Linked DNA regions of Mus musculus: all the other regions are linked to region 2. Evidence: chromatin contacts called from public promoter capture Hi-C data. All regions are on one chromosome and are shown on one strand. The core of a region is the stretch at or near the end of the contact, and the rest is flanking DNA. Distances in the headings are between cores, read along the strand shown.

Region 1 (4,586 bases), core at 934-3,433, 600 kb before region 2:
CTGCAGAGTACTTCGTCTAGCACGTAAAAGGCACTGTGTTAAATTCCTGGTGCTATAAAAATAATAAAAGTGCACTAATCGAACATATTTAATGTTATTAGGGTATTTTACCATGTAATGTGAAATGTAAAAAGAAATCAACAATTATATACATATTCTTTAGAGTTGTTTATCTGTTTTGATACAGGATATCCCTTTATAGCTTAGGCTGGCCTCCTACTCAGTCTTGCTTACCTCAGCCAAATGAGTGTACCACCATGCCTGACACGTTTATGAAACTTAAACTGATTTTTTAATGGGGAAATACTGGAAGTAAATATATAAACACTGCAGGGGTGGATGGCATACACCTATGTATTTTTATTATTCTTGCTTTAACTTTCTGATCTTTTCACATGATCTAAAAGAAGTATATTCTGGCCAAATCATTGGAGGAGCGGGAGACTGGGTGAGGGATGGTGGTCCACGCCCATCTGAAGGAAGTCTGAGGGAAAGGCTCTCTCACCTTCTTCCTTCCGTAGTAGAGCAGCTTGGTGAATTTCTCCACGATCTGCGCTGGCGTATCCACATTGGGGGGAATCTCCCCAGTGAGGAGATCACGAGTCCCAGAGCTCAGTACCGGCCAGTCCTCGTCAGTCAGGTTGATGAGGTTGGCTACAGGGGGCTGCCTCTTGTACTTCTCCAGCTTCTTGCAGTCCTGCATCAGCAGCTCAGCAATGTCAGATCCCACCATGGACTGCAGGATAAAGAGAGTCATCCTGGGGGATGCTCCAACCAGTCCCCAGGTTGGGCCCAGGCTGAAGAAGGAAGACAGCAGGGTCTCTGACTTGTTCCTGAGGCAGTCGTGCAAATACACTGGAGATCTTTTATGAATGGTTGAATTTCAAACATCAGCTTCACTATCGTGGTTACTCTCTGCCTGTCCGCAGCCACAGTGCTTATTGGAACCACTCACAATTCCACTGGCTGGTGCAGTAATCCAGGGATTGTACAACAAACCCCAGCCAGCAGGGGGCACTCTCCAGGAAAAGGTTAGCATTGGCACACCAGTGTTAGAACCGGAGCTACACTCTCCCTCTGGGCAACAGTGCTACATAAAGACTGCTTTTTCTAACTGTGCTATATACCAACTCCCACAAAGACAACAACTTCAGCCCAGCTTCCATCTGCCCCCTATATCAAAGCAGTGACTTACCCCATTCTGTCGACAAAGGAGAACCAGCAGTTGCCAAAGTAGAGCTGAGTCTCTGCTCCCTGGTGTCTCAGATTTGAGACACTGCGTTGCTTTCTGCTGACAAAACGTCATGATATCCACCTTGTGTATGTCCTCCCTGTGGGACGATTCAGGAAGCAAGGCCTGAGCAGACTGACTCTCCCTGTACAGACTCTGTACAATGAACTCGCTAACATGGCAGAAGGGTGAGAGCCCAGGACTGGAAGTCTGGAATCGCAAGATCGTTTGTTTTTTGGTTTTTTGGGGTTTTGGGGGTTTTTTTCCTGTAGAACAGGGAGGAGTTTCAGAGATTCTCTTGTGCATCCTTCCATCTTTTAAATGAGGAGAGTAAACCCAAAGACCTTAAATGACTTCTCAGAAGGGTTCTGTTTCAAGTCAGACAAGACTGGGTCCATGTCTGGATTATGTAAACATCTCACTTGCTCTGAGCCTCAGTGCCATCCTTAACTTAGGACGGGACTTTAAAAACAACTGCCTGCATTAAAAAAGGGGGTAAGCAAACTGTATGGCATCCATCAAGTAAGTGCTTGTTAAATGTTCAAGAACATTCATACTATTTAATACACAACTTAGTTTTTTGCAAACCTGTAAGACATAGGGGGAAAAGGGTTAGGTACTTAAGGAATGACCCTTGAGATTTTCCTCTGACCTCTACATTTGTACCCACATACATGTGTGAGCGTGTGCTTGTGAGCTAGCTTCAGATTACATGTACAAAGAAGTAGCGACATTCACTGGCCTTCATATGAATAGAGTTTCACGGCCTTTGGAGTAGGCAGAGTGAGTGCTATATCATTTCTCAAGGGAAAAACTTAAAGATGGCTGATAAGCCAGTACTTAGTAGGCTACCTGGCATGCTGGTCCTCTGACACCCACCCACCCAGGACTCATCACAGCTAAAACCCGATGAAATGTGGCTGAAAATGCTACAGCAGTTCTACTTTATTCCTGCAGAGGGCAGACGTTCACAATGGCAGGGAGCTGGAAAAATCAGCTCAAGAAAAAGCCGTTTTAAGAACGTTTCTCCAGGCCGTGCTCCATTTCCCCACTAATCTCTATCAAGTCCTTGGAACACTGAAGCTTCCTACCAGCTAACCTCTATGAAATGGAACTGTTTTTAAAGGTCTAACTTGTTAAGCTTACTTCTCTTTCTCCTCTTCAAATATGAAACAGCTTGCTAAAATCACTCAGGTCATCTCTTTTTCTACCTACTGGCATAGAAAAATCTGGTTCAAATAAAATAGACATTTTCTTCCCTGACAACCAAGACCTGGCCAGGAAGAGTCCTCAGCTTTCAAAAGCCTTTATTTAGGAGTTGGTGACATAACTTAGTGGGGTCAGAGAAGTTGCTCTGAAAGCAAGAGAACATGAGATCAAATTCCAAACACCCCCATAAAAGCCAGGCATGGACAATGTGTTCCTGTAATGCCAGAGTTTGGGGGACAGAGACAGGCATATACTGGGAGCTCAGTGGTCAGACAGCTTAGCCAAAATGGCAAGCTTCAGGTTCAGTGAGAGATCCTCTCTCAAAAACTAAGAGAACAAAAGAAGATGAGGGAGAGAAAGAAGAAAACAACAGATGTCTTCCTCTGGCTTCCACATATGTATGCATGTGTACGCCTTCACACATGTGTGCATATCACACACACACACACACACACACACACACACACACCCTTAACAACACTTACAGTACTTTACCTAATAAGGGGCCCTGGGAAAGCTCTCATCTCCTCCTGATCCTCAAAATCATTAAGTAAAACCTGGAGTAGAAAATAAAATTAGGTCACCAAGATTCTTCCAGCCAGTCCCCACCAGCTGAATCCAGTCTCATATCCAGGGCTATGGTCTTGTGGTGTGGCTCAATGCCTTGTGGAGACAGTTATACTTGTTGAAAGATGAGTCACTAGCATCTCAGGGAAAATGTAAATCTAGCATCACTTCTTTTAGAGAAAAGCCCACCCATTCTTGCTCACAATCTAAGGCACATGTGACTCAGTTCCCCCTCCTGGAGATGCCCGGCCTCAAGCAAAGTGAGAGCCTGAGCGAGCCATTGAATTGAGCCGAGTACTTGCATCCCTGGAACCCAAGATAATGATTACCTCCATGCTGTGCACTTCAACGAGGGCCGTTTGTCCATCAGCAGGAGAGTTGGGGGGGACACACACTAGCTGGCCTCCTGGCCCAAAGCTCACAGACACATGGGGAACATAGAACCTCATAGGTGCCTTTGGAACTGTCGCTGAGGTGTCATCTGGCCAACAGACACATGGTGGACATCGTTAGGTTTATTTTCAGTGCTTTTTAGTTGATACACTACTGTTCCCATTCTACCTGGGCCAGGATGAGATGCTAGGTGAGATACTTGGTTAGAAAAAGTCATGCTCTAGTCTGACTTAACCCTCTAAGAATACGTCAGATTATAGTGCAAATGGTCCAAATGATAACGCACTCATCTCGGATTCTCAGCCACGGTCAGAGGACAAGCAGCCTCTGCAGCCAAGCCTCCAGACTAGCGTTCATACCTCCCCTCACTTCACCCAGTCCTCCCAGGTCCCCTTGTTCTCACATGTTGCCTGAAAGCACTCCAGAGCGCCTCCTGGCCCAACCTAACAATGACTGGGAGCAGTGTTCCCTTCCAAGAGCAACCTATGATGCACATTCCATTACTGAAGACAAGGCAGGAAAAAGATCCAAAGTTGGCCTCTCTGCCTGGGAGACATGCTTAAACCAGCAAGGCAAATGTAGACCCATTCCTGGTAACACAGAAGGGTGACTTCCCCCATGACCCAACCTTTCCTGATCAGAATTAACCGGTTCCTGTGGCCTCTTGGTACCCACCAGCCTGAATAGGCCTCCAAGCTGCTGACACCATAGGTTCATACTCCTCGGGGGCAGCTGTCATGTACTGACTGAGCTCGTAGCTACTAGAGCTGAGCCCAGACTCGTGCTGCTGGAGAAGGCTGGATTTGCTGGTCAGCAATGGCTGAAGGGGGAGGGAAAAAGAAAAAAATAATAAAGTTATGTAGGAAGGAGTTCCAGAGAGCTTGTCCTTCCACTTCCGAGGGTTCCTTCAAAGAAACAAAGCTCAGACTTCCTACTAAGCACAGCGACTGTGGATTCATGAGAAGAAGGAAGCATCCTGTGGAGCACAGACCAGTGGACTCGAGGGACCTAGAATTCAAATTTCAACTTCTATTTCTGTCATCCTCTGCTATGACCTTAACAGGTGACTTGGACTTTCCTAATCCTATTCCTTTATCTGCAATATAAATTTGAAGTCCTATACACATTATTTATTAATGCTTTAGCTATTTTATGAACACATGTACACTTTGGATAATGTAAATTT
Region 2 (4,852 bases), core at 461-2,960:
CAAAACGAATTTGGTCCCTTCACAATCTACACTCAGTGCTGCTATAGAACTGTCCCTCCACCCTCCACTGCACATTGCCTAGAAAAGGATCGCATCTATTCCCGAATGACCTAATGATTACACCAAGGTGGCTCACTGAAAACCTTCCACTAAGTCACACTGCATCAAATGGTGCTAAGTTTAAGTAGGCCACCTAGGTGCACCCCAAGAAACAACACCCTTCTATTCCCTTTCATTCACAGGAAAAATTTCACCTTTTAGAATCACGTTCCCGCAATGGCGTGAAAATACAGTCCACCTGAAACTCATCAATCCGGGACTAGGGGATCCCAAATATTGTTATTTGCTCCTTAAACCACCGGCAGCCACCCTGCTTAACACCTAGAGGCCGACCCAACACTTCCGGCATGATGATGTGCTAGAGTGCAGACTCCATCATTTAAGATCCCACGGCTGTGGGGTGACTCTTCACATTTGCAGTCCCCCTCCACTTGTCCGCCACGACTCCTAAGGACGCCGCCCTCACGGGCTGGGTATTTGATCTGGGGGCCAAGCGTTTCCAGACTTTTGTCCTCTGGCCCGAGCGGGGAGCAACGCCCGCGTCCCAGGCGCCAACGAGACCCGTGCGGGGAGCAGCCGCGGGGCCCCACCTGTCCGTCCTGAACCCTGCGGCTCGTCCTTGCGGCCGGTGCTGCGCCTGCGGCTGGGGCACGCGCCTCGGACACCGGTACGGGGCGGCAGTTGGCCTCGGGGGGCATAGCCCGGCGCCCGCAGACTGCGCCGAGACCCCGGCGACCCGGCGTTCCCGGCCGCGCGAGCGCGCTCGGTTGGTGCGCGCGCCGCTCCGCCCCGCCCGCCCGGCGCGCGCCCCCTGCGCGGCCGGGGTGGATCCAGCGCACTCCCCTCCCCCGAGCGCCGGCGGCAGGCGCTGAATGAGAGACGCCGACTGCTCGGTTGGGCGAGCGATTGCCTCGGAGCCGCGGGCGAAGCGGAGGCGACGGCCGCGGCTGCACAGGTCGGCGTGGCGTGCGGGCGTGTGGGGAGGCGCGGGCAATGGCGGCGGCGGCCGCGGTGCGCGGCGCGGGAGGGCGGGCTGCGGGTCGCTCGCGGTCCCGCGGTGGCGGAGGCCCCGGCGTCGCCTCAGCCTCTCAGGTGAGCCGGGGCCGGGCCCCGCCGCGCCAGCCACACCCCCTCTCGGCCGGGGCGCCTGCACCCCCGTCACCGAGCCGAGGCGGGTGACCTGTTGCGGGGCCGAACCGCCCGCGGAGCGCGGGGTGAGCGGCGCCGCGGCGGCGGAGGCCGCGTGCGGACACGGAGGGGGGTCCCGCACCGCCGCGCTAGCTGCCCGCAGCGCCTGGGATTCCTTTGCTGTGTGGGCTTAGGCGGGCTCGTAAACACCGGGCTCGGGGAGGCGATGGGGAGCTGACCTGGAAGGGAGCCCGGACCTGTGCGCTGCCGCCGCGGCTCCCCGCCCCCCTCGAAGCGCTTTTCCTGCCGCCGTGTGCGGTGTAGACGCAGGCGGGTTTCAGGGTGCGTGGGCGTGTTTGGGAAGAAGCTGCGAGCTGATAGGAGGTACCTTAGTGCGAATGTTAATTTGTTTGAGCTGGGAGGGGTGAGGGAGGAGGAAGAAAGGGGCCTGTTGGTGGCCGTGGAGGAGGGGCGTTTGCAACCCCAAATCCCTCTGCAGAAAGCGCTCTCCACCGAAAGCATCCAGCGTCTTTTGTTTAAGATCGGAGGATGAAAGCACGGGCGGCAGTTAATTGAGCCTTTCCTCGTAGGTGCTCTGCATCCCCTCCCCACCCCCACACCCCGTCTTAGTACGCTGAAGTAGCTATAGAGCTTTGTTTCGGTGTTGGTGTTTGTTTATGAGTTGACTTTGGCGTTGTTTATGTAATGTTTACCATCCGGTGTACTCGAGGTCGTGTGTCTTTGAAGATGACCATTCGAATTTTGTGGAACTTTTCATTCCTTGCATGAGAGAGTACCGCAGTGCCACAGTTCGTTAACTTGCAAACTGTAAAAGCCTGTCCCACCCAGATATGATTGTTCGGGCTGTAGCATCATAAATGTAGTAAGTGTAATACTGTTACTGCAGGAGTGGGATTTGTAACCAAACAGTATTATTTTAATAATAATAACCTCTACTGAATGTGTGTAGTCATGAAGCTTCAAAAATGTGGAAAATTGCTTGTCTTAGCCACATGTATATATTAAATGTGTCTATTAGAGTTCCCATGAATGGTTTAAGTATAGTTATTTGAGCTTAAATTCTGGCATAGTAATTTTAAAATAGTAAAACCCAGTCCATTCTATCTCACCATGCATTGATTTCAGGAATTTGACTTTTTCTGCAAATACTGTTCTCTATCTTTTATTCACCAGATTGCAGCAGAAGTTGAAAGATCTGCTTGTGTGTCAAGATCCTAGTATACTTTTTGATATTACAGTATCAGGGAGGATACACCCAAAAATTCTGAGAGAAAATAAAATTTAAAAGATAGCTATGAACCAGACATGTGTGAGTAATGAATGCAATTTGTGTGCATTTTAAAAACGAGCTTACAATTAAAATTGGGGCAGTGGTTGCCTTTGGTGAAAGATGGCTTTGTTGGTAATAATAATTTGATTGCAACTTGAAACTTTTTTTTTTTTTTTTTTTTTTTTGAGGCAGAGCCTCACTATGTAGCTCTAGCTGTCGGTGGAATTCACTACATAGACCAGGCTGGCTTCTAACTGGCTGAGATCTGCCTGACTCTGCCTATGAGGAGTTGGGATCAAAAGCTCCTTTTAAGCTCTTGTCCAGAGGGTCAATTCTTCTAAACACACAGAGTATCTCCGCGTCCCGCTGTGTCCTGATGGGTGTGGAGGGGATGCTGCAGCGCACAAACGCACACGTGCTGTGATGGAGATAAAGTCATCAGTGGGCAGCTCTGTTAGTGTAGAAGTGAAAACTCAGGATGCCTTTTGAGTTAGGATACTGCTTGCATTTTTCCTTCTGAGGATAGAAGGAACTGTTAGTGAATAAAAGCATCAAGACAGTTGTCTTAAACTGTGCTTGTGTTTATACACACTAGGTATCCGGCTTCCAAACATATCTAAATATTACTCTACCTGGAGTCAGAGGGTGTGTGGTTTATATGTGGCTAGACAATTAATCTGTTGGTTTATATACTTAAATGAAATGTGTGCTGATATTCTTGTCTTGGTATTTACTTGTTTGTAAGAGTCTTCAGGAGAAGTAAGCCGACATCCCCCCAGGGAAATGGCATTCTACCCGTCTGTTAAAGAAAAATCTTACTGGATTCCAAGGGGCTGATGAGAAGAGATTAGTTTATGCTCTGATTAATAATCATGGTGACATGCATTGGTGTAGATCTTTGTAGATTTCAGAGCTTTAAAAGTATTTACCCTACGCAGGCATTAGTCTCTCCACTTCAGAGTGGGAGGCCAGCTATCAGTAATCATACAGGGATCCCAGGCCTAGACTGTTGTTTCTAGAGTGTGATGTGCCCAGTCCCATCCTGTCCCCCCCCCCCCCCCACTCCCCCGGTCTCTGGAGTGGAGACTTTGGGAAAATGCACAGCTGGGGACTTAGTGTACTGCTAGCTTCCAGAAGTTTCTAAGGAGTTTTTAACCGCTAATCTATTATTTGAAATTGCCTTCCTTTTCTCTAAAGCTCTGCTTTCCTTTGATATGGAAAACGAACACATACAAGCTTTTGAGAATAAAATACATTAAAATGGATCCTGTGTTTTGAATATTAGCTTTTGTTTAATGTTTGCTTTTGAGATAGTTACTTTTGTCTGCACTTCACACTTTTTATAGTTATCTAGTATTCAATGAAAACATAATTCAGATAGCTTGAAATAGGTCCCGTGGAAAAAAGTGAGTTTATGGCATTACTCCTTAATTACTTCCTTAAGTGTGTTTTAAATTCCCATTAGTTCCTTGTTAATGAGAGAATGAAGATTGGATATGATAAAACTTCAGTATTTTTAAATTAATCTGTACTCTTTCATGCTTTATAGTTTTATTTTCTTTGGTTCTCAAGTTTTATTCACGACCTCATTCTAAATATTCCAGATGGGTTTTATTCATCAACCTCCTCTGCCCTCCTCCCTCTTCCTTCTCCCCTTTCCCTGCCCCCTCCTCCCTTCTTAGAAAAGTACCTCACACTTGAAACAATGTCCAGTTATTGGTCAGAGATTATGACCAGAGAGTAAAATAATTGACATTAAATGATATGACTACTTTGTTCTTCTTTTAAACGTTGCTACTTGAACTTATACAGTTAAAAGTTACCCTGTAAGACTTTTGGTAAAAGCTTTGGTCCCTTGCCTCATGTCTTCATGGTCTCCTTCCCAGGTCCTGCTTACAGAGCAGCAGTTCTTGGTACTCCGGCTGCTTCTTGCCGTACCTTGTGTCTGTCTTCTTTCTTCTGGCACAAGTGCATGGTTCTGCAGTTTTATTTTTCAACTTTAGATTTATATATATATATATATATATATATATATATATATATATGTGTGTGTGTGTGTGTGTGTGTGTATGTATGTATGTATGTGTATATATATATATATATATATATATATATATATATAAAATTTATTTATATAAGTACACTGTTATTCTCTTAGACACACCAGAAGAGGGCATCGGATTCCATTACACAGATGGTTGTGAGCCACCATGTGGTTGCTGGGAATTGAACTCAGGACCTCTGGAAGAGCAGTCAGTGCTCTTAACCGCTGAGCCATCTCCAGCTCCAACCTCAGATTTTTTACAGTGCCTTTGCTTTAGGATTCCTGTGGTACCTTGACCGTCCTCTGTTGTCTTCATGTGTTTTGATGCC
Region 3 (4,686 bases), core at 1,744-4,243, 520 kb after region 2:
CACCTTTACTGCCCTGGTTTGTAACCCATAGCTTCCCAGGCTCTTCCTGTTAGATTTTGTTTCCTGGAAGTAATTAGAACTGTCCACCACCACACCACCATCATGGCCACGTTAGTTATATGCCTTGGCAAAGTCTTGGGCTTTGCAATCACAGGGGCCCGAGCTGCTGCCTCTGAGGTTTCTATCACTGCCCAAGGCTGATGACTGATGACATTGCCAATGTAAAGGTCACTGCTGCTCCCACCACCGCTACCAGGTGCTGCCTCCTCCATTGTGCGGCTTGTACAGCTGCCGTTCCCACAGAGCTGCTGCCTGGCTTTCCATAGCCCTGCCCATGACCAACACCTCTGCTGAGCATATATATCCCTCCAGAATAACCAAGGCCGCATCCTCCACAACCACTATCATTAGCAAGTTTTCGAAAGAGAGATGGCCACCACTGCTGCCACCAAAATGGCCACGGGCAAAATTACCACAAACTACCTCATTGGAACCACCTTGGCTAGAGGAAGCACTGGCTATCTATCCCTTGCTCTGACAGAGCTATCTTCATTTCCTAGCCATTCAGTCTGATTCTGAATGATAATCTTATCTAGGATATCATGCTCAGTGGAGGATATGAAAACAAAACCCCTTCTCACTGTCCTGGCCAACCGTGATGTCAATTGCTTCAAAATCTTTCATGCTGTGCAAAACAATATGAAACTGTTCCTTGGAGCCCTTAATGCCACCCACAGAGATCTTTATTTCAGTTCTGGGTGCACCTGGTCTTTGAGAAATTCCTCTGGATAGTTTTATTTGGTCCCACCACTCTTCCTGTGTGGCCTTGCATTCACAGCTGCATCAGCTTGCTCCACAGTATTGAAAGTGACTTTCGAAAGGCCCTGGAGCGGTTGTTGAAGGTCCCTGTTCCCTCCCACATACTGAGTGAGCGCTCCCTGCTTGCACAGTGACTCCTCATCAGACATTTCAAAGCTCAGAGAGTTTCCATAGCTGTCGGGCTCTGTAGCAGAATGCCTAAGCTTTTCCGCTCATGGCTCCTTTTCTCTGGAGTGTTTGTTTGTTTTTTGTTGTTGTTGTTGTTGTTTTGTTTTGTTTTATGTGTGGCCTGGAACTCGCAAAGATCCACCCCTACCTCCCGAGGGCTGGGACTTAAGGAATGTACTACCATGCTTAGCCGATTTTATTTTTACATTGGGTTTCTAGATCCTGACTGAATGTTAATAGTGCAGGATGTAGAGCATCTTCAAAGTTTGTTTGTTTGTTTTTAAGATTTATTTATTTTATTATATAAATAAGTGCACTGTCACTGTCTTCAGACACACCAGAAGAGGGCATCAAATTCTATTACAGATGGTTGTGAGCCACCATGTGGTTGCTGGGAACTGAACTCAGGACCTCTGGAAAAGCAATCAGTGCTCTTAACTGCTGAACCATCTCTCCAGTACAAAGTTTTGTTTTTAAATTGATATAAACACCGATGCTGAGAACACAGCTTTGCACAAATATGCTGATCTCAATTAAAATTTAAGATTTTTTTTTCCTTTCTCATGTAGCCCAGGCTGGTCTAAAATTCATTATGTAGCCAAAGATAGGCTTGAACTCCTGATCCTCCTGCCTCCATCTCTCCAGTGCCGGGGTTACAAAGTGTGTTCCATCCACCACATTCCACCATTTAATGATTTTGTTGTCATTAAAAATGAAACTCAAGCCTGCAATTCTAACAGCATTATTTAAAACCAACATTTGGGGGCTGGAGAGATGGTTTAGTAGCTAAGAGGGCAGACTGCTCTTGCAGATAACCTGAATTTGGTTCCTAGAACCCATGTCAGGTGGCTCACAACCACCTGTAACTCCAGGGGGTCTGATTCCCTCTTCTCTGGGGCATCTTCCCTCACACACAATAAGCACATATACATAACCTAAAAGAATTAAAAGTATAAAATCAAAGTGAGCAGTCATGCCAACCGTGAGTGTGGCACACCCACAAGAGCTTTCTCTTGTTCAATCTACAAACTGTTTTATCAACGTCACAAGCCAGATGCACAGTCTTGGTTAACTTGAGTCCAAGTGGACCCTAAACCTTCATAAACCGACACCCCCCCCCACCCCCCCACCATGCTGTCCTTTGCCCCTGCACGACAATGAATAGCCATTTGATTCAATAAATGGACACAATCTCTGAAGAGATTTCTCCCATCTCCCTTGCACTGCAGGAATGGGTGGCAACAGTTAGGTCATGCAGGGTGAGCAGAGTTACTCTGTGCTCGTTTCCATAGGCGCGTCAATGGGAAGATTGTTGCCAACTACTGATCATGATGTGCTTGCTCCTACAATCAGTAGATTCTTTAGAGAGAATGCTAGAGAGCCGATGCTACTGCAAATGCAAATTGGGGCCCATTTCTTTCTTTGTAACCTCCATTAGCCTAGGTGAGAAAGTCCTGCTCAGGTATTTGTCTTCTCCTTCAGCTACTGTTGGCATAGAAAGCTACCTGACACTAAGATGAACCGCACTTACGAACACGAACTGAGTGCATAGAAGTGACTTGAACAACAGAACTAGGCTGTTTGCTAGTTTACTCCTCCTCCTCTCTTTTTGAGACAAGGTTGTCACTAAGTTTCCCTGGCGGATTCAGAACTCATAGATTATGCTAGCCCTGAACAGATTCAAGAGCAGAAGGTCTCATTGCTACATCACCCTCTCTGCAAGGGCAGGGCCCGGGGAGTCTCTACCGGCGCAGGTCTGCGCTTGCGCAGTCTGCACCCGGAAGCGCGGTTTCGAGAGCCTATCCCATTCCGAGACAACAACCCGATTCAATATTCTTCCTTATTGCTACTACCCATGACTAAAAACACACGGAAACTTCTAGAGAGTGTAGAGACTCCTTTTCATCTCTTTTCTTTTGACGGCTCTGCCGGAGGCGGCTCGGCCCGCAAGTTGCTAGGACGGGGGGGGAGCGGGGAGCGTGGGGGGGGGGGCAGAAATGTGCTGCGTTGCTATGACGACGCAGGGCGTTCCGGAAAAGGGATGGCCTTCCGACGCCAGGCGGCAAACACAACTTGTGGGTACAGCGGCCGGTGTCGTGCACTCCTACAGTGCAGTCCTAGGACTTTGCTGAAAGAACCGTGGGAGCCCCGCCCCACTCGCGCCCGCGGAGCTGGGTCGCGCTGACCCGCCCGCAGTCTGTAGGGAGGCGGAGCCTGACTTTCCCGGGCTGGGCCCTGACTCTGACCCACCCATACCCCATCTCTGTCATGTCAAGTTATCTTAGAGGGCTCCCCAAAGAAAGGAAACCACGCCAGATGAATTCTGAAATTCAGTCTGAACACAAACACTCAAGAGATCTCTCTGTTCATTTGCTTTGTTTTGCCTACAGAATTATGGACAGCTTGAAAGTCTGAACACGATTTTGATTTGTTTTTGAATTAATTTTTTGGAGGATTAATAGTTCTGAGAGTGATCCCAGGCATTGATTATTATGTCTCTCCACAAAGTGTCGGACACTTCGCTGACCTCCCCATCAACATCTGAGTCCAAACAGGCAAAACTCTATGTAGTCAAGGAGGCAAAAGGTAAACTTAAGGATGCCGTGGACAGAACCATTAGGGCTACTGAAAGAATTTGCAATCCGTTCTCCCTTTCTCCTTAGCCAGCCTGAACACTCACCAAGTCAGAATACTGTTTCATCTTCATTTAAATACTAATAGCTATATGAAGTTTGGTTGCTTCTTCTCTGACTTCAAGGGAGCTTTAAAAACATAGTTATGTGGATAAGAAAAACATAACTTAGTTCAATATGCCTATTTGTATAAGATTCAAGATGTTTTTTGAGATTCCTTAAGATTTCCATCCTTGGGGCTGTGTCTTGGAAGGCAGAGGCAGGTGATCTCTGTGAATTTGAGGTCAGCCTGGTCTACATAGTAAATTCCAGGCTAGTGGGAGCTACATAGTGAGACCCTGTTTCAAGAAAAATGTAAAAAGACGTAATGATAAATGTAGAACCTGTACCAGAATAAGAATCAAGGCAGTCACCGTCTCACTCTTGCTCATCAGACTGAGGCTATCTCCAGTCTTAAGGTCACAGAGCTTTTTGGGTTGTTTCTTATTTATATTTTGCTACAGTTCCATCATCAACTCAAGGAGGTACGGATTCAACTCAAGGACTTACACTAAGCAAGCACTCTATCCTGAGCTAGCTACCTATTCACTATTTATGTTGCAGGGCAGTGGAGGGGTTGGGGCTTGGGTTGGCTGTACACTCACTCTGTGTAACCCAGGCCTTTTACTTTGTATCTCTCTGCATGTTCTCACATCCCCCTTCCACTCTTCCCTCCACCCTTCTAGCTACTCCTGCTTTAAGTATTCTTTGTAGCTGGGCTCCTCTGCTAGAGGCACCCTTCTTGTTAGAAACACAGGATACTGCTGAGGCAGTCTGGGAAACTTTAACTCCCCGGAACACTCCATTAAAAGTTTGTCTTTCCTAATACTTCCTTAGGGCTTCCTGAGCTAAAGGAGAAAAAATCCATGGTGAACCACCTCAAACCCCTTCCTCCCCTTCAGAATGACTACAGAATCCCCGAGGAAGTTCTTCTCTCTCTGAACTATGCAGCTAATGCCGGTCCCTGTCCTGAAAGCTTACTGCCTGTGAAGAAACCTAAAGCCCCAAAGGTTTGTATATACATACC

What was found. Promoter capture Hi-C pulls out the DNA fragments that hold promoters and counts their contacts.
Region 1: a promoter capture Hi-C map of hippocampal neurons shows a contact between it and region 2, with 2.7 times the contacts expected there. The contact joins the enhancer-like site here to the promoter of 4930439D14Rik in region 2. A contact is called at or near these places in 3 of 39 promoter capture datasets (the 3T3-L1 cell line, hippocampal neurons and liver), 2 of 484 Hi-C or Micro-C datasets (the AML12 cell line and myocytes) and 1 of 9 other capture datasets (pancreatic islet).
Region 3: a contact with region 2 is called in a promoter capture Hi-C map of pre-B cells, with 2.8 times the contacts expected there. The contact joins the promoter of Axdnd1 here to the promoter of 4930439D14Rik in region 2. A contact is called at or near these places in 2 of 39 promoter capture datasets (pre-B cells and stem cell-derived epiblast-like cells), 1 of 484 Hi-C or Micro-C datasets (CD4 T cells) and 1 of 9 other capture datasets (liver).

The regions. Positions count from the first base shown.
Region 1 is chr1:157,534,263-157,538,848 of GRCm38.p6, reverse strand. It overlaps Sec16b (SEC16 homolog B (S. cerevisiae)), which reads right to left. Exons shown (of 26, transcript NM_001159986.1): 6 at 4,076-4,220; 7 at 3,337-3,488; 8 at 2,936-2,997; 9 at 1,196-1,331; 10 at 506-736. Among named protein-coding and RNA genes, the nearest start is that of Sec16b, 10 kb to the right of the region's middle. Within about 2 kb of position 2,183, at least 24 of the 459 cell types and tissues checked have an H3K27ac peak or open chromatin away from gene starts, as enhancers often do. A contact at or near this core is called in hippocampal neurons, where this site is marked.
Region 2 is chr1:156,935,652-156,940,503 of GRCm38.p6, reverse strand. 4930439D14Rik (a long non-coding RNA gene) reads right to left here and starts at 1,710. Exons shown (of 2, transcript XR_003948625.1): 1 at 1,446-1,710; 2 at 309-1,377. It overlaps Ralgps2 (Ral GEF with PH domain and SH3 binding motif 2), which reads left to right and starts at 878. Exons shown (of 19, transcript NM_001159967.1): 1 at 878-1,015.
Region 3 is chr1:156,419,222-156,423,907 of GRCm38.p6, reverse strand. It overlaps Axdnd1 (axonemal dynein light chain domain containing 1), which reads left to right and starts at 2,993. Exons shown (of 26, transcript NM_001346967.1): 1 at 2,993-3,062; 2 at 3,378-3,573; 3 at 4,497-4,669. The coding sequence starts at 3,480.